Linked DNA regions of Columba livia: region 2 is linked to region 1. A link is a contact called in public Hi-C data. All regions are on one chromosome and are shown on one strand. The core of a region is the stretch at or near the end of the contact, and the rest is flanking DNA. Distances in the headings are between cores, read along the strand shown. Region 1 has its middle 32 kb from the start of ZNF217. Region 2 has its middle 12 kb from the start of ZFP64.

Evidence for each region. A called contact is a pair of places that touch in the nucleus more often than the background predicts.
Region 2: a contact with region 1 is called in a Hi-C map of liver, with 6 times the contacts expected there. The contact joins two enhancer-like sites. A contact is called at or near these places in 2 of 2 Hi-C or Micro-C datasets (crop and liver).

What each region holds. Positions count from the first base shown.
Region 1 is chr16:11,942,493-11,945,192 of bColLiv1.pat.W.v2, forward strand. No RefSeq gene overlaps it. Among named protein-coding and RNA genes, the nearest start is that of ZNF217, 32 kb to the left of the region's middle. Within about 2 kb of position 1,274, at least 1 of the 3 cell types and tissues checked has an H3K27ac peak away from gene starts, as active enhancers do.
Region 2 is chr16:12,411,014-12,413,713 of bColLiv1.pat.W.v2, forward strand. No RefSeq gene overlaps it. Among named protein-coding and RNA genes, the nearest start is that of ZFP64, 12 kb to the right of the region's middle. Within about 2 kb of position 1,403, at least 2 of the 3 cell types and tissues checked have an H3K27ac peak away from gene starts, as active enhancers do.

The DNA.
Region 1 (2,700 bases), core at 24-2,523:
AGATTTTCTGATTAATTAAATGATGCATTTTACAATGTGCCGCACATCACTGAGACAGGCACTTCTCTGTGTGAAATCTTAGGTACGAAACTATTTGCATGAGCAAATCTGGCCTAATAAATAATTACGGAAAGCTTTGGCATTTAAAATTCATTTTACACATATGAAATGTTTTCATTAATCCTCTATGAAAGTCATGACCTAATTACTGATTTTTCATCCTGTTGAATAATTACTGGCGAGGAGCCTTCCCGCGATTTCATCCCTCCATCCTTGGTGCGGTTTGCTGGAACAAGTGGGACCCGTGTGAAGGGAGGAAACAACAGGCATCTGTTTTTCTGAAAATTCGGGAAAATCAGGTAATCGTTTTCACTTAAAGAAAAAACATCCCTCTTCTCTTCAGTTAAAAAAAGAGTAGTTCACATTTTGTCATGTTATTTCAGTTTAGGGTATTTCTGAATTTTTAATACATGTATATGTTCAAAAATCTAATTAAACATCACCAAATAAAGTCGTTCTGAGCAAACCAAATGAAATTTTAATGTCAAAGTTAAGCATAAGTTGTTCAAGAAAAGAAAAGGTCAGAACAACTGAGTGAAATTAGAATTAATTCAGAAATATGTTTTCACCAAACTTGCATTTTTTCCTCCTCTGTTCTTCCAAAAGCTCCAGAAGCTCCGCAGCACAAGGTATTCAGTGCATCTGCTTGCGGGTATCTGGGCTCAGTTACACAAGCGCTTCAGTTCTCTTTATTGCCCAGACAACATATTTTCCAGGACTAATTTTTTTGGCAAACTTTAGTGCAAATAAAACTTTAACACCTTCCCAGCGACAGTGTCGTGCGGTCGCTCCGTGTGTTCCAGAAAGTCGGATAAGGGTGAGATTTGGCACTTCTTAATTCCCGTTTCTCTTTGATTTACCTTCAGCATTATATGTGGGTTTGTATTTCTTCTCCTCCTCCCTCTGCAACAGTTATTGGAGGGTAAAAGGTAATTGAACTCCACGTTTCTATTCAAATTTGGTCTTGTAAAAGTCTCATTATAGCAGAACCTAAATCTGGGCCTTTGACATTTTGACAGAATCTGTTTTCAGGTTGAAAAATTTCTTTCCCAATAAGAATTTTGGTTGTTTTCCTGTTTGACTCCAAAAGCCTGGGCTGATCATCTTTAAAGCATTAGCACAATTGCTTACAGATGGACTTTTTATATAAAAAATGTGATTTTCCCCTTCTCTAACCTAGCATTATTGCTCTTTCCTAAACTCAGGGGCTTCTCATTTTGTTAGTTTAACCTGAGTGTATGCTGGAATGAGTTTATCCAGAGCTATTGACATTTCGTTAGTTTGGGAAAACAAGCAAACGGGATTAGCAGTGCGCTGCTGAGCGTCACAAGCAGGGCCCCGCTCAGTCCTTGTGTACACGTGGCCTCAGTTGTGCTGTGTCTTTGGTGCGGTTGGTTGTTTTCTAGGAGGCTGAGGGGAGATCATCTCTCGCTCTTCAACCACCTGAGAGGAGGCTGGAGCACGGAGGGTGTTGGTCTCTTCTCCTGAGTAGCAAGCGGTAGGATGGGAGGAAATGGGCACAAGTTGCGCCAGGGAGGGTCAGAAGTGATGTTAGGAAAAAATGTATTCACGGAAAGGGTTGTGAAGCGCTGGAACAGGCGGCCCTGGGAAGTGATGGAGTCACCATACCTGGAGGGGTTTAAAAGATGCAGAAATGAGGCTCTTAGGGACACGTTTTAGTGCCAGATTTAGGTTATGGCTGAGCTCGATGATCTTAAGGGTCTCTTCCAACCAAAATGATTCTATGATTCTACCTGCCGTGATAGAAGCCTGGCCCTGTGCACTCCCGGTGACACCAGCACGCTCCCAGTGACACCAGCACACCCCTGGTGACACCAGCATGCTCCCAGTGACACCAGCACACTCCCAGTGACACCAGCACACCCCTGGTGACACCATCACATTCCTGCTCTCCATGTGTGCTGATGGATGAAGGAGAACGGGGGTCCCAGCTCATTGCCTGGCAGCTGGGCTGTCTGTGCTGCATCCTGGGAGGGTCTCCATCATCATCATCCTCAGGACCCTGACTCCTTCCTGTGAACAAGGAAAGATCTTCTCAGTAGTGAGGAGCAACTTAATACAGCCTGAACTTTTGTACCCTGTTTCGGATTGTTTTTCTTGTGATATTTGTTAGTTCTCTTTCCGTGAGGACAGCCTGAGCTCTGGAGCCCACTTAAAAGCTTGGTTTGCTCCAGATTTGCCTGTGAGCTGGGGCTGAGGAGTTGGTGTGAGCCAGGAACAGATGCTGAGGGTATGTAGGGTTGCCTTTTGTTCCTCTAAACTTTTGTTTTCCTGGCCATAAATCTGCCTAATAAACTGCCCTGAGCGACATAAACCTCTGAAGCGGCTGTGCCGGCTGGCTCAGGACCTCGGGGCGCTGGAACTGCTGGGGAAGCTCAGTGCGTGCCCGAGTGTGTGCGATGGCCCCACAGGGAAATGTCCCCAGCCCGGGTACCCCCTCGCCCGCGGAGGGGACCAGGACTAAGAATGGAGCTGTCTGTGAAGGATGCTCAGCTTGGGTGGCACTTTGTGCTTTTAAATTTCAGAGCAAACTGCGGTTCCTTCCCATTTTGTGGTGTCTCGGAAGGTGGGTCTGACAATCCCATGGCAAACCCAGCCCCTGCTCCCGGGCTCTGCTCT
Region 2 (2,700 bases), core at 153-2,652, 470 kb after region 1:
AGCCACAGATCCTGCTGGATGCCACCAAATGTTCATGCAACATCAATAACACATAATGAAGTGATAATAGGTGATGGTCAGCCCTTGAATTTTTGTCTCTCTTCATCAGTTATGCACTTGGTCTGCAAAGAGTAGCTGCTTTGTTTGGCTTCCCATTTAACTTTTTAAAAAACAAACCAACCACCCTGAGGTTTCTCTTGTGCTGTTTATCCCGGAGATTCAGAGGAATCTCTGAGCAATACGCAATAATCACGTATATCACTGGGGTGCTCCCACCACCGCAGCGTGGTGTGGCAGCTGCAGGCTAAACAGTGTCTTCAGGTTAAGGATTGATCAAGTGTCCGTGGAACTTCCATGGTCCCTGAGGTGCCTTCTGCATTACACTGCTGTTTCCAAACTGGTGGGATTGGGGGGGGCAGGGGAGTGAAGCAGAGAATAGTAGATTTGGAGAGCTTCTGGCAGTTCAATGTTCCATTTTAAAGAAAAAATCTTTAGTCATCTCACTCACTTTCTTCTCTGCCACTTCACTGCATTTTGATCCTACAGGGGCTGTGAACTCCAAGCTAGGACTGTCTTTCTGTTTCTGCCTGTACAATGAAGAGCATAAGAACATATACAAATGTCCATATGTTGCTCCTGGCCGTGGCCACAGACTGGTGTCCACCATGGCCACTTGTGTCCAGTGTCCCACCTCTAGTGGGCAAATACGGAACACTGAAGAAAGTCACTCACTATGAACTTCCCCAGAATATTTTCAAATCATTTATGTTTATTAAATCACAGTTTATATATTCTTCTTCTCTGAATTTGCTCACTTTTTGAGTACACTTTTGAGCAGCAGTCAACAAAAATAATTGTTATCAGAATAACAGAAGATACAGAAGTTTTGCAATTTCTTAACAGTAGGAAACCCTTTGCTATTTGACTTTTCACTGTAATATGTTGGTAGAAATATGACTTCAGGTTTCAGAATTAAATGCATGCCTCAGTGGTTTAGTTTGTGCATTCATAATTATATTTACAATTAGAAATAATGCAATCATGATTTTTTTTTTAATCGGCTGAGTGCACAGAATGAGTTCAGAAGAAAATGTAGTTTTAAGCCATGCCTTCTTCCCCGCAATTTAGGGTCATTTAAGCTTCGTCTCCCACATACATGAGGAAATTATAGGCTAATGAAGTCCATATGGGGCAGTATTAGAGTTATAGATTGCTGGGTCCCTCTCTAGATTCCCTTTTGCACAGCAAAGCCCCAAATGCTGTGGATGCAGTAACAGGATATAAAATCACTGCAGCGACTCTGCACAGTTACACCGTGCAATGGTTTCCTGTAAATATTTTAATTCCTTTATAATGGAAGACTGAAGCTTTCAATGGAAAAGCAGAGAGGGCACACGGCATCCTGTAATGGAGAATTGCTGTGCCCTGGCAGGCAGGGTTAATGGGCATTGCCCTGCAGTAAAACGGCTCCTGTGAATCCTTGAAATGTCAAAGTGGCACAAAACAAGAGAGAGAACCAGGTGCTGCTGGTGTTAAAGGGAGACTGCAGGGCAGCGCCGAGCCCAAACGCATAATTCCTAGACACAGCATGTCATTTCCCATTGCTTACCTCTCATTAATACTAATCAGAATGGCTCTCTGTGAAAAATTGATTTTTAATCGGAAAAGTTAGATCTCTGATCCAGTGTTATTTTTCCTTGAAAAGCATTTCACTGGGAACTGATGGAGAATGTTCTTGTTTGCTGATAGTTTCAAAAGCACTGAACGACCTTTTTTTCCTTCAGTCTTTGGCCCAAATTCGCAACCAAAAATATTTGTTCACATGCTTTGCACAGTCATTGTTGTCAGAAATTCATATTCCATCAAAAAAACAAATTTCAATAGATGTTTTCACTTGATTGAGAAGCATATTAACGCTCAGATGCAAACAGGAGAGCGGACTCTAACAGTGGGCTTCTCCACTTCTCCGGATACTTTTCAACAGGACTGTCACGAGCAGCACGAGGTGCAGCAATGTCAGCTTTAATTAAAACCCTTTGGTTTACCTACTGCACTGAACAGCTGCAGCATAAACTGAGAAGCAAAGGCACCGCAACACGTACAAGTTAAGGTTTTGTTAAACACAAGCAGGAGACAGCACTGACATGAACCTCACACAAAGCTGTTTCATCCCAAAAATTCTAGAAAATGTTGATGACTTCTCCCTGAAATGTCCCACACAAATTTCTGCTGATTTTCAAAGAAATGTCAGCTAGAAAAATGTGCAGGTTGTTGGGTTTTTTTTTCTTCCCTGGAAATTAAAAGGCAACCAACTACTTCATGCTTAGATGTGAGTGGCTTATGAATCACTGCTAGGTACCATTAAATAAGTAGCCCACAGAATTGCTCCATCTAATTCAGTAACAATTAAAATGTAATCTTGCTCCCCAGGCTTTCCAAAGAAAACAATACTTCTTATAAGGTGGATAGTAGCTGTTTACTGATACAAGCCACAGTCAAATGTCGGAGATGTTTGAGATGAAGGGGCTTTAGGTAACCAATAGGTGTAGGTATCAAGTTCTTTTTGAATTTTGGTGTGACTGTAAGATTCGGCAATCCAAAATCTTACACCTCCATGAAGAGATGAGCTGCCCCATGTGCCTTTGCTCATCTTGATGAATTCACCTGCTGCTCCATCTCAGCTGGCACCTCTTTTAGGAT